2 separate regions of the Sus scrofa genome follow, and region 2 is linked to region 1. A link is a contact called in public HiChIP or PLAC-seq data. All regions are on one chromosome and are shown on one strand. The core of a region is the stretch at or near the end of the contact, and the rest is flanking DNA. Distances in the headings are between cores, read along the strand shown. Region 1 overlaps ZBTB20 (zinc finger and BTB domain-containing protein 20). Region 2 overlaps ZBTB20 (zinc finger and BTB domain-containing protein 20).

What was found. HiChIP or PLAC-seq counts read pairs in DNA pulled down with a chosen protein or histone mark.
Region 2: an H3K27ac HiChIP or PLAC-seq map of skeletal muscle shows a contact between it and region 1, with 5 times the contacts expected there. The contact joins two enhancer-like sites. A contact is called at or near these places in 1 of 47 Hi-C or Micro-C datasets (embryonic fibroblasts) and 2 of 2 datasets of contacts at active chromatin or transcription factors (alveolar macrophages and skeletal muscle).

The regions. Positions count from the first base shown.
Region 1 is chr13:144,930,480-144,936,375 of Sscrofa11.1, reverse strand. The region is part of intron 2 of ZBTB20 (zinc finger and BTB domain-containing protein 20); the gene reads right to left. Among named protein-coding and RNA genes, the nearest start is that of ZBTB20, 78 kb to the right of the region's middle. Within about 2 kb of position 3,240, at least 29 of the 83 cell types and tissues checked have an H3K27ac peak or open chromatin away from gene starts, as enhancers often do. A contact at or near this core is called in skeletal muscle, where this site is marked.
Region 2 is chr13:145,597,085-145,602,980 of Sscrofa11.1, reverse strand. It overlaps ZBTB20 (zinc finger and BTB domain-containing protein 20), which reads right to left. Exons shown (of 10, transcript XM_021071270.1): 7 at 2,915-3,078; 8 at 2,358-2,545. The coding sequence starts at 2,925. Among named protein-coding and RNA genes, the nearest start is that of DRD3, 170 kb to the left of the region's middle. Within about 2 kb of position 2,465, at least 27 of the 83 cell types and tissues checked have an H3K27ac peak or open chromatin away from gene starts, as enhancers often do. A contact at or near this core is called in skeletal muscle, where this site is marked.

The sequences.
Region 1 (5,896 bases), core at 1,991-4,490:
TGAAAATGAAACACAGCACACAAAGGGATGAAAGAATTCTTATTCCACGGGGTTTAGCTTGCAGCTGGTCATGCATGCCAGAGGGATGTGCCATGAGGATGAGAAAGAAGCTTCCAAAGAGAATGGCTGGGGCATTTTGAAATACTTGGGGAGTTATTCTTTTGAAACTAAGGCAAATAACTAGACTTCTTTACAGCGTAACTTGAGAAGAACCTTTCTTTTTTTCTTTTTATCACTGCAATTCACCCAGGTGAGAATATTCTTGCCATTAAAAGAAATTTAGACATTTTTTTTGGGGGGGGATGCCTGTGGCATACAGAAATTCCTGGGCCAGGGATCAAACCCCAGCCACAGCAGTAAGAATCCTTAACCACTAGACCCCAAGAGAACTCCCAAAACTTAGATAATTTCTAATTGATTATACTTGTGTGTAGTTAGTTCCTCATTTATAATAAGAGATGATATTATATAATTGATTTTTTTCTCTGTTCTAGAGCTTAAAGTCACTTTGGAGTTTAAAACTGTATGCAGTAATACATGTTGGGTTTTTCTAAAATTGATGCAAGTACACTGAATAATATGCTAGTTAAAAAAATAACTCACTGTTTAGGACCACAGACTTTGAGGTTAGATCAGTGGTGAAACTGATGTGATCTTTATTACATGGCATCAGGCTCCATGGCTCTAACAACCTGGAATAACTGCGCTGAGTAATCCTGCCCACAAAAGGTGTTCCACATAGAGTTAAAATTATAGGAACCTTCCCTGCAGTCACCATTGCTCCTGGCCTCTCCACTGGTCTCGGCAAAGCATAATACAGTTTTTCAGCTGCCCTGGACATTACTGTGTAAAGTAGTTTCAAAAACAGCACCTAGAGCTTTGAAGAGATTTGCCACAGTAAGACATTAGTCTTCCTTGATAAACTCACTCCTACCAGTCAGAAGCAGAATTGCCTGCCTTCCTTAGCCTTTTCCTCTAAGTTTACTTACTTAAGTTCACCCTCCTCTGTTTACTGGATAAAAGAGAGACTCCTTTCATTGCACACACTAGACTTAGCGATCTATTTTTGCCTATTAAACTACTGATTCCAAATAACTCTTCCATAACTAGATGTGCAGCTTTATAGAAGTTATTTATAATCTAATTTAGCCTTAGATTCTTCATTGATAAAATGTAAATAATATCTGCCTTGTGAGACTGTTGTGAAGAATACTATTTAACTCATAGTTCAGGATCAGCACAAAGGATGAATCAATAAATGGTAGTCATTGTTTTGTGACCTTCTCTATCACAGGAGTAACAAATACTTTACATAAGAAACTAAAATGAGAAATGGAATGTAATATCAAAAATATTCCCCTACCTTGTCAGTATTCTATTGTTGATTCAAGCATTGTGTCATTCTTCTCAGGTTAGATCACACTTTACAAGAAGCATTACTTCCTTGGAGGATTGAGTAAATAGAAATTATTGGGAGAAAAATTTCCTTTCCACATATTCAATCCATTAGTTCTAACTGATGTCCCTCAGACCACTGTAAACAAGTTCTTGTTACAAGAGGTTTAACTTTTCAAATAGCTACTTATATTTTATACATAAATGTTTGGCATTGGAGGGTTTCCATAACTTTTCTGTTTCTTGTTCTCTCACTTCTACTACAGCTTCCCCTCTCTCAGTGGCTCTTTTAACTTCTCTCAAAAAGAGAAGACAATATGTATGAAAATTGATACTACAAAAACAAAGTTGAAATATATTTGAGAAAAATTGTCACTTTTGGTCCTCCTACAGGCACTATCCCATACAACTGAACAAGATGAACTTTTAGCTCTGGGTCCATTACTAAAACATTTTAAAGACTAAAACAGGCAGTCTTTCAGGAAAACTTAAAAACTAACAAGGAAGAGAAATAAATCCATATATAGATATAGATATAATATACAAAGACAAAGGATTATGAGGAAAAATATATGTAAAGAAAGACAATGATATTTGTAGTCAATAGGAAATTATCCTCACATAATAAGATAAAACCCACAATTCATTTTTTTTTTAAATATTTTAAATTCAGATTTCTCATAGTGGCTCAGCGGTAACAAACCAACTAGTACCCATGAGGACATGGGTTCAAACCCTGGCCTTGCCCAGTGCATTAAAGATTGGGCATTGCTCTAAGCTGTGATGTAGGTTGCTGACAGACACAGCTTGGATCCTACATTGCTGTGGTTGTTGCACAGGCCAGCAGCTATAGCTCTGATTCAACTCCTAGCCTGGGAAGTTTGATATGCCATGGGTGCTGCCCTAAAAATACCAAAAAAAAAAAAAATTAAATTCAAGCTTGCTTCTGGTAAAAAACTAAACAATTTAGATAAATCCTTAGCATTAGTTACTTCTTTACATTGTGAATTTTTTTCTCAAATTTTTATACTAAAATCCTTCATTTAGTTGCCAAAGAATTTAATATTTCATTCCTAAAGGAATTGATCAACCATTCTGAAAACCTGAGTCATCATTTTTCTCACCATCCCTTTTAGCAGCTCTTGTCCAATCACCAGATCCTATCAATGCCTCTACTCCTAATGTTAATGCATAGAATCCTAAGTAATCTAAGTACTTGCATCCTCTAACGTCTATCATCCATCTTTACACTTCTAGAGTTATCTTCTTAAAAAAAAAAAAAGGCTCAAGGAATTTCCCTCACCTTCTCAAAAATCCTGGGTGCTTTACTGAAATAAGCCCAAACTCTAGCATAGCATTTAAAGTTTTTCATAGTACATCACTAAACTACCATTCACAGTAATTAAATTGAATGTAAGATATCCAGTAACTGCCTGCTATGATTCACACTCTACACTAGTGGGTTGGTAGTTGGGATAAAGATGAACCAGACAATAGTCCCCATTCTCAAAAAAGTCTGCGTAGTGAAGAGGCAGAGAAGTAAACCAAAAATTGTAGTGAGTACAAAAAGGATAACTAACCACAGTGTACTAACCGAATTCAGTGACAAGCTCAAAACTCAATGAGGAGAAAAGTGAAAGTAATATGTTGGTCCTCTGCTTCCGAAAACAGTGGAGTAGCAGAAACAGGACTTAGCCCTAAACACTAAAAACTAGACAAAATAATGGTTTATAAACACTGGACAACAGGCAGCACATTGCAAGGTCAGCCCCATAACTGCTATAGCTTACTGCCTAGAGAAAGTTACCAGACCACATCTCAGGGAAGAAGAACGTGAACAGAGCCTGCCTTGCCCAGGGCCACACTGCTAATATGGAATAGATCTGGGCCTCAGACAGAGAGTCTTTCTGACTACCAAGTCCAAGAGGTTTTGCTTTTTACTTCTCTACCACCTTTAAATAATTGCTAGACTATTCACTTAGCCTAGAAATCAACTCATCCCTACCCCTCCATTTTCCTTGCCCTACAGAAATCATGTTTCAAGGTTTCAGTTAAATCATTACTTCACCCAAGAAAACTCTAATTCCATTGCCCCCAACCACAGTAAAAGTTGGTGTTATCATCCTCTTTAATACTATAGTACTATGTTTTTATTATTTATGTGGCATTAATTTTATTCTGCTTTATCTAATAATTATATTAATGTTAACCAACATTTATTGAGAGCTTATTACGTTATTGCTCTAAATGCTGTACATGAACCCAATCATTTAATCCTCATGAAAATCTTAAATAGTATTATTTTCAGCCTCATTTTGTAGGTAAGGAAACTGAAACACAGAATAAATAACTTGCCTAAAGTTACACGACTAGTAAGTTTCAGAGCAGAAATTGAAACCAAATAATCTGGCTCCAAAGTCCTTGCACATAACCTAGTTGTTTCCTGTCTGAATAGCCTGCTAGACTTCTTGAATAGAGACAGTTCATCTAAGTAATCTTGCTATTGGTTCATCTCACACCCACCCAGAACTACGTTTTTTATCTAGCAGATACTCTTCTGTTGTTTTCCATATGAATGGATGAACAAAGGAGCACTAAGAGGTTTGGAGGAGTAACGACTAGGACTCTGGGAATCTCTAAGCTGTGACAAAAATGTATCTACAATTCTTTGAGAGAAATTATTCTCTATACTTGCAGCTCCTCAGAAATTTCATCCATAAGCAACTAAAGCTTTCACATGCTCCAGTAAAGAAGTCTTACTTCACCCTTAGCAAATTTCAATATTGGCAAATTATAGATATATTTTTATGTTTATTTTTAAATTATTAAGAGACATATTTTACAACTTATTCTAGGCATACTAATATAATTATTAGATAAAGCAGTATAAAATTAATGCCACAAAAACAGTAAAAACAAGTACTAGTAGGAATGATACTAGTAAGAAATAATACAGGTGGAAAATACAGTAGAAGTAGGTGGCAATAGAGAACTGGTAAATGTAATAATAAAATAACAGCAATAAAACAAACTACCTTTTTCTTTTTTTTCTTTTTATAGCCGCAACTGCAACATACGGAAGTTTCCAGGCTATGGGTCAAATTGGAGCTGCAGCTGCAGACCTACCTCACAGCCACAGGAAATTTGGATCTGAGTGAGCCACACCTGCAACCTACACTGCAGCTTGCAGCAACACTGGATCCTTAACCCACTGAGCAAGGCCAGGGATCAATCCTGCATCCTCAGAACACTATGTCAGGTTCTTAACCCACTGAGCCACTGAACCACAACAGGAACTCCTCAACTACCATTTTCAAACACTTTTTTTTTTTGGCTAGGGGTCTAATCGGAGCTGTAGCTACTGGCCTATGCCAAAGCCACAGCAATGCTGGATCCAAGCCATGTCTGGGACCTACACCACAGCTCACAACAACACCAGATCCTTAACCCACTAAGCAAGGCCAGGGATCAAACCCATGTCCTCAAGGATACTAGTTGGGTTTGTTACTGCTGAGCCACAACAAGAACTCCCAACAAAAGTTAGTACATTGTTTACCAAGAAAATGTAGTACAGTTGCCAAATTCTTAAGGTAGAGCATAATGGTTATAGGACTTAAATTAGGTGCTCACATCCACTTATGTAGTTAACAAGTACTAGAATCAATGCCCTACATGATCTGCTTTTAATAATCAGTCTAGTTAATCAAGAAGTTCCCTCCACTTACTCTCTAGAGTTAAGGAGTTTTGTGTGTGTGGAATAATTATAACTAAAACAGAAGTAACAAAAATATATGCATACACCTACAAAGTATTCTAATCAGAATTAATCTTCAGTCTCTAGTGTCTTAAATCACAAAGGTTTATCAGGAAGTTTACACTTTTTCAAAGGTTTATCAGGAAGTTTTTCACTTTTTGTTGTTGTTGTCTTTTTGCCTTTTCTAGGGCCACTCCCGCGGCACATGGAGGTTCCCAGGCTAGGGGTCTAATTGGAGCTATAGCCACCAGCCTACACCAGAGCCACAGCAACACGGGATCCGAGCCATGTCTGCAACCTATACCACAGCACACAGCAGCACCGGATCGTTAACCCACTGAGCAAGGCCAGGGATCGAACCCAAAGCCTCATGGTTCCTAGTCAGATTCGTTAACCACTGCACCACGACAGGAACTCCCATTTTTCATTTCTTTACCATTCCATTACTGTAGTAAATACTTGCACAATAAGCCTTCAATAATTCAATAGCATATTAGCCATACTTTAATAATAATAATATTCAACTATATCCCAATAAAGCAGGAAAAAAACACACACATTCACATGTAACATATACATAATAATAATAATAATATTACATAAAGTCGTATCACATTACATTATTAATGGATATCCATAATTAAGTCCCTACTACATGCTGGGCAAACTATTAGGTCGTTACTATATGATCTCATTTAGTCTCTGTAGTTCTGGGAGTTTGGTTTTCTTATCTGCACTTTACAGGAG
Region 2 (5,896 bases), core at 1,216-3,715, 670 kb before region 1:
ATGATGATTGATGGAAAATGGGCATTAAAGCCCGACTAAGAATAGTTTTGCTAAACACATGACAAATAAAAAGGTGCTATAAAAATTCAGGCACTTGTGAAAGCTTGGAACACCACACACTAGTGGAATGTTTCTGAAGTTAAAGATACTAACAAGTCAAGGGCACTATTTTTAAATGCCCCAAATCTGTTCATTCTAAATAGAAACTGAATATTTTACCTTAAAGAAATTAGGCTTTTAAATTAATCTATGGTAAGAATGACATTTGAAAGTAAAAAAAAAAAAAAAAAAAAAAAAAAAAGTCCTCTTGAATGCAAGAAGAGCATCCAAAATTTTAACGGCTTAAAATAAACCTCTTTCCTGTCTTCTCTCAAGCAATCTCCAAATGGACAGATTTCTGTGAATCTTTCCTCAAAACAATTTTCTTCTTAGTGTAGGCTCAAATCAGGACAAACTACAATCCAAATATATTTGGAGAAAAGTATAATCAATTTAAACAACAGGTTGGAGCAGAGAAGACTTACACATCTTAATGGCAAAATCAGAATGACTTTCTGAACAGCTGGAGATTCGGTTTCTCCTCCCCGTTTGTTCTCCTTCCAACTGCATTCAGACCTTACAGAGAGCAGATCCACTGGCTTCCTTAGGGGCGCCAAGGGCCTGTTTCTTGTACGTATTCCTTGCTAATGCCAAGGTCTGGTCAGAGGATGCTTATGGTAAAGTATAATAAACAAAGCCCGGTGCTCTTTCTATTGAGCAAAACATTCATTTTGCTGTAACGGGATTTCTGGGCTAAGGCCATTCTACGTAATCTTCCCCATAAGCTGTGGCAGAAAGCCAGGTGTTGGAGGTCTGCATGCAGGAGCTCCAGGCCCTTCTCCACAGGAACAGACTACCTTCCTGGTAGGTAGGGACAGTGCGCACATGTCTATGGGCACCGTGCCATGCTATTTTCCAATTCTTCCTGTAATTACTATTAGGCTGGAGACTGCCAGGCAAGAAGGCCAAGGATGTTGCTATTTGGACGGTCCAGAGAACACAGCCCCCACAAGTGACCTGCAAGTGTCTCTATAAAAGCAGCAGCTTTGTAGAAAGCACGCGGGCTGCAGAGATTTGGATCTTGTTATTTCTCATTTTGTTTTCTAGTGACAGCTGGAGCATGGTCTCAGCTCAGTCATGAGTTGAACAAGCCTCCTTCACCCCAACCCCAACTCCTGGGTTGCGTCCCTTTATCTAGAGACAATTGTGATGAAAAAAGTAGGGAATGGAATGTCCCAGCCTCGTTTAGCTCTCGCCCCTTTTGCAGAGTTTTACGTCTGCTTTGTCAGAAAAATAACAATAGGATATTTAGAATCTCATTTCCTAATTAATAATTTTTGCTCTGTGGACAGGATAAATGGAGTCCTTTTTTGAAAATAAAGGAAGAACCACCAGCTCTTTGCCTGACATCGTTATGGAGATCAGTTCTGAATAGTTGTTGGGAATCTCAAGACTAAATTCTTTCGGACTGGACTCCAAGTTATTCCATTCCTTTCCATTGTCAACACACGTGTTTCTTTCTCTCTGAAGTATTGAGTTACACTTCAGAAAGAGAAAAATATCTCCTAACCGTGATTTATCAACTTTCTTAAAATAGAATTTGAAGAAGTGACTCTCAGATTAGTGGGAAGACAGCAAAAATAAACAGCAATGAAGTGACTTCAATAGCGACAATCTCATTAAGCTGCCCATTTCCAAATTTAGCCCGTAGGCAGTTTTTTTAATTAAAAAATATTTTTAACCTGGATTCTTATTGGCTACGTGAAGTCTGGGTGGCTTCTGAATTCTTGGAAGCCATTCTCTTTTCTTCAGTAAATTTATGCTATCCTTTAACCACTTCAAAATAAATTGAAAACTGGAAAGACAGAAATTCAGCCAAGCTACAAGAATTAATGCAAAGCTGACTTGCGTTAATGTAATTTCAAAATGGACGTTCCCTTGTGTCTAACTGGCCTTCTGAGGTCCATATTTGGTTGTTCAATTTCGTCAGGGTGGAAGGGCCATGACTGAGATCAGGGGGACAAAGGAATCATTAGAAAGCAGCAACCTGACTTCAGTTTTTGAGTTAATGTTATGAAAAAGAAAGTGGTTCACATAATTAATCAGCCAAACGGCCGGTCACCTGGTTTTAAAACACACTCTAGCTTTGAAAATTTAGATGTTGGCTGACTCAAAATGGTGGTTAAGTTACTTTTGGCTACTATGGAAGAGCAAATGGAAACAGCTTGCTCTGAATACAAAAAAGCCGGAACCCCGGGGCGGGGGAGAAGCCTGCTCCAAGCACTAAGAGGACACCATCACCTTAGCGGCGTACTCACAATCAGATGACCCGGTGTGAGCGTGAGAGTTTGTCAGTGAATGTGTTGGGTGGATGAGGGCTGGGTCTGGAGACAAAACAGCTTCAAAGTTCAGGCAGGGAAGGCCCGGCTTGGCGCTGGATCCACCCGGCTGAGTAATCTCATTCTCCTCAGATGCCTTCTGGTTTTCAGCTGTCTTGGGTTTCTTCCTGAAAATAAACAAAGGGCCCTTTGAAGGAACTGACTGCATATTTGGGAAAAGGCATTTTTAGAATCTGTTAAAGATAACTTGATTTTTTTTAAGGGGGGATGGGAGGGAGTCCAGTATGTCCCTTGTTTTAAAACAAGCTGATTCTTGTTTTTTTTCCCTCCAGTAATGGCCTAACTGGGAACACATGAAAGCATATGGGCCAAGCAAACAGCACCACATTTGGACTCTGTTGGCTGCATAAAAAGACCCTGTCCCAGAACTTTAGACAGCTTGAGCTACGTATGGCTGACATTATCCAAGAAAGCATCCTTTTTTCCCCCCTTAAGAGTTTTAACATGGTCTGGAAAAATACTAGTGGAGGTTTTACCGTTCTAGCATTTGTCAGGAAGCTTAGAGACAGGACCCGTGGAGTAATGGGAGGAGCACTGGACTGGGAGTCAGGAGACTTGAGCTATGGTACTAGCTGTGCCTCTAACTTGCTGTGTGGCCTTGGGCACCTCACTTCACCTCTCTGGGCTTCAGTTTCCTCATCTGTAAAATAAAGGGCTTGGATTAGAAGGCCTTAAAGGTTCCTTCCAGCTTTCAGTTTCTACTCATGGAACACATTATGGAACAGTCAACTTTCTTGCTGTTATTAGATTTTACTTTATATCAACACATAATTTCAAATTTCAACACACAATCTAAATTTGCAGGCTGTACTGATGAGAGAGATAGTGAGGAAAGGATTTGTTAAAGCAGTAAATGAAAAAGTGAAACGAAGAGTTTAGATTCTAGCAGGTAAAGAAGGATGGTGTCGCACAGAGATCCTCTATGCCATCTCTTGATTCATCCAATGCTTGAGATTCTCTTTGTTTTTTGATTGAGTTTAGGATCCTGGAGTACAGGGGTGTGATTGGGTGTTTGGGAAGAGATGGGTGAAGAGCATTACAAAGTCATTGTCACTGGATGTTATTTGGGACCAGGAATAGGAAGGAAAAGAGCTCAGTCATCAGTCAGCTCCCCTCCTAGGACCATGCAACTGATATAAATGAATAAATGCTTAGCTTATGCTGCAGGCACCCCTGGTCCTCATCAAACCAGATTCTTTGTCATACCCTGAACAGTCCTCCAATTCCCTTGGCTCGGTGCCTTCTCTAGAATCACATGTATGGTGACCAGAGAAAGTTTTTTATTTTACTTTTTGGTAGGAGATATGTGCAGTACAGAATTTGTTGTAAGTAGGTCTGTTCCCATGTTTCCCTTGTTTCTCTAAGCATGGCAATGGACTTGTTACACAGAATATTTTGTGTTGAAATTTGTTGTACTGGGTAGTTAAATCTGCCCTCGCAGAATATGGTGTTATGATTAGCATGCTGTGTTTCTGGTCCAACAGGTTGTGAAATCAAATCTGCTTTTCCTGAGGGCAGGAGGCAGAGATGGCATGGTAAAGATGAAAATAGAAGGAGAGCTTTCAGACAAATTTTTCAGGATGGAGGAAGCCAATACGAAAGCAACAATACAAAAGCGACAAACTGCAATCTTTTGCCGACTCTCTGTTGAATGGGTGACTGAAGAACTAGTCCCCAAATCTTGAGTGTCTTCATGGACCTCCAAGGAGCTGGTTTCTATTTTTCAATGTAAGGAAAGGACCAAGACCAAAGTTTCCAAAGCCCAACTCCTTTCCTTCCATGAAAACCCATGCCTCCTCCACGGTTCCTATTTCTATCACTGCCGTCTGTCACCAGGTTGGAAACCTCAGGATCATACACCTTCCTCTGCCTTAAAGCCAGTGTGTCAGGTCTTGACAACTGTTCTTCCTTCATATTTTGCACATCTTTGTTTCCTTTCTGTTTCCATTGCTATCGCTTTAACACTTTTTATTTAGACTGCTGTTTACTTTCTGACTACCCACCACCTTGATTTTTTTTTTTTTCTTTTTATAGCTGCACCTGTGGCATATGGAAGTTCCAGGCTAGGGATCACATTGGAGCTGCAGCTGCCGGCCTAGGCCACAGCCACAGCAACACCTGAACTGAGCTACGTCTGTGACCTACACCACAGTTTGCATCATCGCCATATCCTTAACCCAACGAGTGAGGCCAGGATCTAACCCACATCCTCACAGAAACAATGTCAGGTCCTTAACCTGCTGGGCCACAATGGGAACTCCCCCCTTGACTTTTCTAGCTTTGCTTTCATTAAACCTGAGGTGACTGCGGTAGCCTGGCCTAAGGTGAATTCCCTACCTGCTCTCCCTTAGCTCCCATGTCCCATATCTTAGCCTTTCACATACCTTGAGTATTCCCAGAACATCCTGGGAGATCTATATCTTTGGCTCTGTATCTTTACTCAGGTTATTTCCCTCGCTTTGAATGACTTTTTAAAAACTCTAATAGCTGAAATCATATCTTTCCTTTATACTTATTAAATATTGTCTCCATCTCATCTTGTAATTATCTCGATTCCTCTCTACCATATAGGACTTCTCTAGCTCGTTCTCAATTTTCTCTGAAATCTCCAAGCACTCTGTACTTCTCTTATTTTACTCATTAAAATTTTGTTTCAATAATGGTTATTTATGTGCTTATTCCCTATGAGACTGTAAACTCTCTGAGGGTAAAAAAATGTCGTAGCTATTTTTGAATTCCCCATGTTCATCCATTTGTTCCTTCCTCCTTCCCTCCCCCTACTCATTTATTCATGTATTCATTTCACAAATACTTATAATGTGTCTATGATGTGCCAGCATGAGCTAGGAAATAAAACAAGCTGGTTTCTGCCCTCCCAGACTTGCGGTCTAATGTATACTGTTAAGCAGAGTAGCTTAGACAAAGCTGTCATTCAATATAGGTTTGTTGATGGAATGAAATTGAGTTGAAATGAAAGTTTATTTCGAGAATAGCTATAGTCTGAATCCCAATTAAGTCTCCTACTCCTTATGCAGCAGTGAAATCTACCTTGATTGGCTGTTTTTCCTCTGAACCCATGAAGGGCATCTGATCAGAGTAGGACCATTTTGCTCACTAAAGCTAGGCTGGTCCTCATGAGTCATTTAAATATCAGGATGAAACACTAGTGACAGATATCACTTAGAAAAAATATTTAAGATGCTCATGGACAAAGCCTTCAGCTGTGTGTTTCAGGGAATTAAGGAATGTCTCTTTCAAACAAGAGTACATGGCCAACTCACCAACATTGCTCTTTTAACTTTGCAAAAGTTGCATTGTTCTTTTTATCAATGGCCTTGCTTCCCTCCATAGATTTGATTCTGCTTCCTACATGAGTCGGGCACCATACCCTCCTGTTTGTTGTCTCAAGGGTCACCTCTGGAGAACATAGCATAGAGGCATTGCAACCACTTCTATGT